2 separate regions of the Pan troglodytes genome follow, and region 2 is linked to region 1. The links are chromatin contacts, called in public HiChIP or PLAC-seq maps. All regions are on one chromosome and are shown on one strand. The core of a region is the stretch at or near the end of the contact, and the rest is flanking DNA. Distances in the headings are between cores, read along the strand shown. Region 1 holds the start of ZBTB39 (zinc finger and BTB domain containing 39). Region 2 holds the start of PRIM1 (DNA primase subunit 1).

The links. HiChIP or PLAC-seq counts read pairs in DNA pulled down with a chosen protein or histone mark.
Region 2: a contact with region 1 is called in an H3K4me3 HiChIP or PLAC-seq map of stem cell-derived excitatory neurons, with 5 times the contacts expected there. The contact joins the promoter of PRIM1 here to the promoter of ZBTB39 in region 1. A contact is called at or near these places in 3 of 7 Hi-C or Micro-C datasets (induced pluripotent stem cells and a lymphoblastoid cell line), 1 of 1 datasets of contacts at active chromatin or transcription factors (stem cell-derived excitatory neurons) and 1 of 1 other capture datasets (stem cell-derived neural stem cells).

Annotation. Positions count from the first base shown.
Region 1 is chr10:39,023,596-39,028,030 of NHGRI_mPanTro3-v2.0_pri, reverse strand. It overlaps ZBTB39 (zinc finger and BTB domain containing 39), which reads right to left and starts at 1,344. Exons shown (of 2, transcript XM_522441.6): 1 at 1,197-1,344.
Region 2 is chr10:39,253,232-39,257,573 of NHGRI_mPanTro3-v2.0_pri, reverse strand. PRIM1 (DNA primase subunit 1) reads right to left here and starts at 1,531. Exons shown (of 13, transcript XM_001168535.6): 1 at 1,315-1,531; 2 at 164-321. The coding sequence starts at 1,417. It overlaps HSD17B6 (hydroxysteroid 17-beta dehydrogenase 6), which reads left to right and starts at 1,509. Exons shown (of 4, transcript XM_016923169.4): 1 at 1,509-1,700.

The sequences.
Region 1 (4,435 bases), core at 95-2,594:
AGACGAACCAGAGGCATTCCTTCGGACACAATCTTATACTTCATTACCAGAGCCACTGGATCAAATTTTTCTCCTATTAATTTCCTCCCAAATACAAGCTGTCCTAATTCATTGAGCATATTCTTTTCCCTCATGATGCCAAATACCATGCACATGCTTGAACACAACTATCAAAGCTCCACTAGCTACTGAGGAACATATAAGGTAGTTCCGTTTTTTAGCTTTGTCATTGCTGTGTCTTCAACCTCTCAATAATCTCCAAATAAATCTCACGTTCTTGAATCCCCATCTCTCTCTGCCTATACTACATACCCGCTCTCTGGCCTTTCGATAACCCAGAGCCCCTCCAGATATTGCTTCATCACAGTCCCTGTATTCTGTGAAGTTAAAACACTCAGAATGCACAGTAAGAAAAGTAGAACACAACTGTGGTAGTATTTAATATTACTTTAATATGTTGTATTCTTTTTCGCCACCCTTTTCGGGGTTTATATTTTGTTGTCCCTGCACTAACAGATTTACTTGATGCCGCAAGAAAGACTTCTAATTATACAGGTAAGACTCCTAGAGGCTTGTTCACTACCACTTTCTGCCCTTTCTGACTCCTGCACGACTAAGGAAGAAGAGCTACTTGCATCCCTGTTCAGTCTCACAACTCTGCCCAACACAGCCCCTTTCTCCATCTCTCCAGATTCTAACAACTCCCAACTTTTTCTGGGGCCCAGGAAGAGTCTAAGTATTGTGGGGTACCGGCCAAGCATCTCCCGGGCCCTGGTGGCCACCCCTGAACGATCGGCGGGTCGGAGCACTGGGCAGCCAGAGGGGAGGGTGGGAGAGGGGGAAGCTGGGAACTTCCAAGGACACCCCAACAATCCCCAGGCGCCGCGGTCTCCCCTCCGGAGTCGCATCTGGGAGGGAAGGGCGCTGCATCGGCTGGGGCGCTCCCTCTGGAGGCAACGAGCGCCTCAGTCCCTCGACAAACAGCGCGGGGCTCACCCGGGTGAGCCTGTTGGGGGCATGGGGCTGAATAAGGGGCCAAGCGAGGGGCGGCGGGGCCGGCCGGGGTCGGCGCGCGGGCGGGGAGGATGGGTCCGGCCGAAGGGAGCGGGCAAGAGGGACCCCAGCAAGAGCGAGATAAATGCCGAGCCGGAGGTCGGGCTTCGGCCAGGGGCAGCCCTCGGCCTGGCCGCGCTTACCCGGCTCTGCGGGGCCCCGAGCACCATCGCCGCCGCCGCTTCACACAAAGGCCCCGGCCCGCCGTGCCCGGCCCGACGAGGAGGCGGCGCCGCCGGCCGCGGCCAGACTCTCCATCCGCCGCGCGGCTCGCCGCGCCGGCCCGGGCCGCCCCCGCCGCCCGGCCCGCAGCGCCCCCCGCCGTCCCGGAGGAGGCAGCGCCCCCCGCCGCCCGGCCGCAGCGCCCCCCGCCGCCCGGGAGGAGGCAGCGCCCCCCCACGGCGGGGCCGGGTCCAGGACCCGCGCGAGGGGTGCAGGGGCTTCCAAGTCCCCAGGCTGGCTTTTTCTAAGCGCCCATCCACTGTGCGCGGGACTTGGTGCCTGAAGAGTGAAAAACCCTGTCCAAACTCTCTTCACCTCCCCTATTCTACGCTCACAGTTCCAAAAGCTTCTCCTCAGAACATCTACTATGGGCATTTTACAAAATGTTGTAAGATTGTTTGATTACTATATATCTCCTCCACTAGGCTGTGGGCTTCCTGAAGGCAGGGATCTGTGGCTTTGCACACGGCTGCATGTCCACACTGACCCTTACCACACTTCCTGGCACAATAAGTGCTTAATACATTAAGTCTGCTTGAATGAATGAAGGAGCACTTGAGGGCTAGACCGCTACTACTGGACCCTTGTGATAATCCACTGCTGTCCCTCCTTCCATCTAGGTGGCCAAATGAAGACAGTCACCGGATCTCACTGTACTTTGGCACCCCAAGCCTGTTTCCTGAAGCCTGCCCTCCCCAACTCTGTGTAGAACTCGATCACTCTTCCTCCCCACCCTTCTCCCAAATCATCTTTTCAAATGCTCCTGCCCAAGAATTGTCATCAAACCAAAACCACCTACACTGCCTGCCCCACCCACCACCACCAAAGACATTAGAAGTCTTGGTCATGTCACCCTCCCTCCCTCAGTACAGAGGAAGCTCTTAGGCTCCAAGACCCTGCAGTTTCATCGTCTCTCCCATCCCATCCCAGTCACTGCCTGAAAATAGCTTGCAGCCAAGGACAAACTCCCAGGACAGGCGCATGGTAGGATTCAGTAATTCCTTGATGGATAAGTGGAAAGGAAGGGACACACTGAATGTTGCCAACAGATCTAAGCCAGTTTGGCCATTCAGCAATTGTCCATTCTCTTGATGAATTTGGGAGATTGTGTGTCCTCCTTTCCACAACCTCATTAACTGGTGGTAGACTATACTGAAAGCAAGCACTATACCAAATGCTGCCAAACATGTAACATTTGTTAGCCAGGAGATACAAAAACAGCCATAGAACTGTTCTTATAGTTTGGGGATGAGGCATCTCACTTTACCATCTAGTGAAAGGGTCACTTAGAGGTTGACACAATGTTTCAATGGCAGGCCCAGCTCTCACAGTTGTGCAAGGTGACTGAGTCTCCCTAAAGTGGAATATCACACAGCCAGCAGGTCCAGACCTCCAGCATGACTCTGGAGACAGAGGGCTGCTGGGCTTGCAAGGGCCTGGGCCTGTTCAGTCTTTCTAACCAACTGCCCCAGCCATCTCTGGAGGGTTGACCCCAATAAACTTCACATGAAAACAAATCATCCAAAAGACGCAGGTGAAAGTATATACCACTTATACTGAAGTCTTTTTAAGGTAAATCACCATATAGTCACAATAACAAACATATACAAAGTTAAATGGAGAAGAAAGGGCCAGGAATTTAGTCAAGGTCTTGTGGACCAGATCTCTTTAGGCATCAACTATTTTACAACAGGAAAGGAGGGTCAGGATCCCTTCACACATTCTTCAAGTACAAACACAGGAATCTAACTTAACATTTGTCTTCATTTTTTTCTGGAGTCCCCAGTACTGCAATTTTTGTCAGTCCCACTAGAGAGCAATCTTTCTGCACTTAATGTTCCTTCTTGCAAAGCAATTGTCTCATCTCAGCCTATAAGCCTAACTCCCACCAAGTCTGAGCAGAACCAACTCTTGTAGCTTTCATGACCCAGAGAAAGCCCCTAGACTCTGCAAAAGTGTCCCCAGTTTTAAGCCCTATAGATAGATAATTTTGAAAAGTCAAAGAGATGATTCACTAGAAAAAGGGTCTAGGCTCTGGGGTGGGGGCATTCTTTGACCTCTGGCTATAAAGCTGACATAAGTAATACTAGGGTGAGTATTCCCTCCTTTCCCCGCCCCCCACTATACAGCTGTCATTCCAAAGTGGCCCCAAGTCAGGCTGTAGGAAGATAGAATTTTCAGTAGAATGAAAGGACTGCAGGAAGTGGCCTCTGGCTCTGTGGCCCTGTCCTTACACTGCCTTGGGAAATCTATGTGTTGATGTTTTATCAGTGCAATTCAGGGGCATAACCAAGGCCCCTGTACCAGGCTAAGATAAGGAGCCTGAGGATTTCACTGGCTGTTCCATTAGGGTACAGAACCCCCCTTAGGATGGCGGGTGATAGTTGACATCATAGATTAATAAAAGACATCCATACCCATGCATACCACATGTAAGTGCCTTACACATTCTGGGGACTGTTAAGTCAGAGCTGCAGGAGCTGGTAACAGGCACTTTAGAGAGGAGTGGGAATTAAATGTTTTCCCTTTATAATAACTAAGGCAGCCAGTTAACGGTGAAGATATCTGCTCCTCTCTTTCTTGGCCTCGGTAGTAACTTCCCTGTCCACACCCCATCCTAGCTGGATCAAGTTCTGTTTGCTTGTCCACAGCCCTGCTAAACTGTAAACTCTGTGTATGAGTTATCATTTCACCCCCAGGATCTGTCACAGAACCCAGGCTCAGCATTTGGAGACACAAAAATTGTATAGGGTCATAGATTTGTCCTCCTCTGTGGCTGGGTCTCCAGACAGCCTTGATCCCCACCTCCTTCTCTAATTAAGTAGGGTCAGATTCAGGAATGAATATCTCCCAGGCCCATCCTAGTAATACAAGTCATTCTGAATATATTTTTTCTTTTTCTTTTTTTATTGTTTTTTGTTTGTTAGTTTTGTTTCGAGATGGAGTTTTTTGCTCTTGTTGCCCAGGCTGGAGTGCAGTGGCATGATCTCGGCTCACTGCAACCCCCGCCTCCTGGGTTCAAACGATTCTCCTGCCTCAGCCTCCCAAGTAGCTGGAATTACAGGCATGCGCCACCATGCCCGGCTAATTTTTGTATTTTTAGTAGAGATGGGGTTTTACCATGTTGGTCAGGCTGGTCTCGACCTCCTGACCTCGTGAT
Region 2 (4,342 bases), core at 282-2,781, 230 kb before region 1:
AACGTCAAAGAACAAAAAAGGATTAATCACTTGCCAAACAATTAAAAAGTGGCTTTTCATCTAGAATAAACTCTAAACATTTAATCTCAAAACGCAAGAGGAATCAACCCATTCTTGGTTTACAAAATAAAACAACAAAATATATTAAAAAAAGATTTCTTACTCTGTGAGAATATACTGCGCCTATATCAATCTTGTATGGATTCATTTTCTGCATCTCCTTTTCCAGATCACTCTGGTTGTTGAAGGATTGGTAGCGAATGTAAATATCATCTTTCAATGTGAATGAAAATTCACGGTGTTGAAAGTAATTCTTTATCACTGCAAAATAAATGTACATTTTAAAGTTAATTTGCTACTTTATTTGGCTCAGGGCATTATAATTTTAGCCAATGAGAAGTTTTTTTTTTCGGTGAGGGAATCTTGCTTGCTTCCTGCTCTGTCGTCCAGACTGGAGTGCAGTGGCTCGATAAAGGCTCACTGCAACCTCCGCCTCCCGGGTTCAAGGGATCCTACCACCTCAGCCTCCCGAGGCTGTAGCTGGGACTACAGGCATGCGACCCACCATGCCCAGATAATTTTTGTATTTTATGTAGAAACGGGGTTTCACCATGTTGGCCAGGCTGGTCTCGAATTCCTGACCTCAGGTAATCCGTCCTCCTCGGCTTTCCAAAGCGCTGGGATTATAGGCGTAAGCCACGGCACTCGGCCCGAGAAGATGTTTTTTAATGAGCCCCCTATGCTCAACACCGTGGTAGATGTAAAAGAAAAACAAAACAAAATCCACATGACCTAGTCCCTAATTTGAAAGCAGTTACCATTCCGTATTTGCTAGGGAACGGTACAAAAGACGAAACAGATGCATAAATATTTTAAATATGTAATGCCACCCCTCTCTCCTCGATTCGCACGAATAAATTCAGCTGCAAGGAAGAAAGTATTTCTCTTCCTCTGAGAGAGGCTCTTCCGCTCCTGATGCAAACCATGCCTCAGCAGCTTCACGCTACGCCCCAGTAACCCCCTGGGCACCGCTGCAGGTAAACCGGGCACCTAATGTGAGCCTGACCACGGAGAGGTAGGAGCGGCGGCTCTGTTTTTTTTTTTTTTTTTTACCGCGTGGCCGCAGGCTGGCTTATTATATCCTCTCTCGGCCCATTTACACCTAGGAAGTGGTGGGGCGGGCTCGAGAGAGCAAATGAAGGCGCGCGGCACAAAGCCTGGTGCACAGAAGGCGCTTCATATTGTCATTCTAAGGACACCCCGCCTCCAACCTCCTCACACTCCGCTCCCGAACCCATTCCTCGCCTCCATCACCTCCACCGTAGTTGAGCCAGCGATAGTACTGAGAGTAGGGAAAGAGCCTCCGGTAATAAAGTTTAAGCAGCTCGGGCAGCTCGGTGGGGTCAAACGTCTCCATCGAACGCGGAACTCGCCACGGTAAGGATTACCACAGGAATTGGCGGGAACAGCACGGCCGGCGGCCCCGCGACTGCGCAGGCGCTTATGGCCGAGGTCGGCTGTCTGACCCGGCGGCCCGCAGTCGGCCGGGGCCGCCGGGAATTGTAGTTCCCACTTGGTGCGGGCGGGGGCTGCGGGAGACGCAGCAGTTTGCGATCTGCCCACGCGTTCGGGCACTAGGGCCACCGCTCTTGTGGGCAGAAGGCCGCGTCCATTCCAGGAAGAGGATCTTCTCCGGAAATGTGAGACCTACAGCATATTGATTTAGGTTATTAAGATGAAGTAAAAAGGATGCTCCACGTGAACTTTTTGGATGTTTTAGAAATAACACCAGTATCTTTTTTTTGTTTTTTGTTGAGACAGAGTCTCGCTCTGTTGCCCAGGCTGGAGTGCAGTGGCGCGATCTCGGCTCACTGCAAGCTCCGCCTCCCGGGTTCACGCCATTCTCCTGCCTCAGCCTCCCGAGTAGCTGGGACTACAGGCGCCAGCCACCACGCCTGGCTAATTTTTTTTAATTTTTAAATTTTTTTATTTTTAGTAGAGACGGGGTTTCATCGGGTTAGCCAGGATGGTCTCGATCTCCCGACCTCGTGATCCGCCCGCCTCAGCCTCCCAAAGTGCTGGGATTACAGGCGTGAGCCACCACGCCTGGCCGACACCAGTATCTTTTAAAAACGTTTGTAGGCAGGCGCGGTGGCTCATGCTTGTAACGTCAGCACTTTGGGAGGCCAAGGCAGGAGGATCGCTTGAGGCCAGGAGTTCGAGACCGGTTGGGGCAACATTGTGAGATCTCTGTCTACACACACACACCCACACACAACTAGCCAGATGTAGTTGCGTGCGCCTGTAGTCCCAGCTACCCTAGAGGCTGAAGGGTGGGGGGCGGGGAGTGGGGGGAGGGGGCAATCAATCTCTTGAGCTTGGGAGGTCCAGGCTGTTGTGAGCCATGATAGTGCCACTGCACTCCAGTCTGGGCAACAGAGAAAGACCGTGTCTAAAAAAAAAAAAGTTTTGGAAATTAGTTCTTCATGGAATTTCATGAATTACTAGATCCAATATGTGGAAATAAACAAATAACCAAATGAGAAAAGCATAGGCTATTTATTCAGAGCTTACTATAGCAAGGGAGTCAGCCATCATCACTTGCATTTGATAGGACTCAAAGGCAGGCAGAGGAGTAGGAAAGCTTTATAAAAAAGGGAAGCCGTCAAGGTGTTCTTTGATTGGAGGCTGTTGGCATGGAGAAGCTGTACCTGGGCTAACTAGCAGTAGGATGCGGTATGTGATTGGTTTAGGGGTGGGTGTTTGGCTTTCTTTGGTTGGACCTATGTTGGAAGCTGTTAAGGAAGCTGTAGGACACTAGTTAAGGCATTTGGGCCCATTGCTACAGGGGTTGTTGTTTGGCCTCCAGGATCATCATTAGAGATAGCAGTTTGACTTTATACAAGTCTGACTTGTAGCAAGCTTGCTTCCTGTGCTGTTTATTATAGATAAGGGGGTTGGTTTCCCCAGCAGGTTGCTGTAGATTGTGGGTCAGAGTTCTGTTTTTATATATGGTCTGGCTGCTGTTCATATATTTAGTCTCTCAAATAGAACACCCAGGTATAAGAAAATATGAATTATAGGAAGCTTGCAGAATCATGGAGAGCTTTACAAGTATGAAGGGAACCCATCTGCTATTGATGTGGAGATCTGCCAATCACTCTTACTGTGTAATGATACCTTATGGCAATTGTGGGCTAGAGTGGGCAGTCACATGAATAACATGTCACATGAAAAACATAGTTTTATTTTATTTTACTTATTTTTTTGAGACAGAGTCTCGCCGTGTCGCCCAGGTTGGAATGCAGTGGCGCAATCATGGCTCACTGCAACCTTGGTCACCCAGGCTCAAGCAATTCTCATGCCTCAGCCTCCCAAATAGCTAGGATTACAGGTGTGCACTGCCACGCCCAGCTAACTTTTGTATTTTTAGTAGAGACAGGGTTTCACTATGTTGGCCAGGCTGGTCTCAAACTCCTGGCCTCAAGTGATCCACCTGCTTTGGCCTCCTAAAGTGCTGGGATTACTTGTGTGAGCCACTACCTCTAGCCTTGTCTAGCACTTTTATCTTACGGAGATGGCTTCTCTCCTTAAACCTCATGAACCAACTTCTGCTGGCTTCAAACTTCGGCAGCTTTCTCACCTGTCTCAGCTTTCATATAATTAAAGAGAGTAACCTTGCTGTGGGTGAGGCTTTGGCTTAAGGGAAGTTATGGCTGGTTTGATCTTCTATTCAGCACACTAAAAGTTTCTCCATATCAGCAATAAGGCTGTTTCACCTTCTTATCGTTTGTGTGTTCCCTGAAGTAGCACTTGTAATTTTCTTCAGGAACTTTTCCAGGAAGGAACTTTTCCAGGCCAGGCCTGATAGCTCACACCTGTAATCCCAGCTCTTTGGGAGGCCAAGGTGGGCAGATCGCTTGAGTCAGGGAGTTCAAGACCAGTTTGGGCAACATGGCAAAACCCTGTCTCTACCAAACCAAACCAAACAAACAAAAAAGCCCAGAAAAATTAACAGGGTGTGGTGGCATGCATCTGTGGCCTCAGCTGCTCAGGAGGCTGAGGTGGGAGGATCACTTGAGTCAGACAGGCAGAGGTTGCAGTGAGCCAGTATCGTGCCATTACACTCCAGCCTGGGTGACAGAGTAACACTCTGTCTCAAATTTAAGGCCGAGTGCAGTGGCTCACGCCTGTAATGCCAGCACTTTGGGAGGCCAAGGTGGGAGGATTGCCATAGTCCAGGAGTTTGAGACCAGCCTGGGCAACATAGCGAGACCTCATCTCTACAAAAACTACAAAAATTAGCCAGGTGTGGTGGCGCAGGCCTGTGGTGCCAGCTACT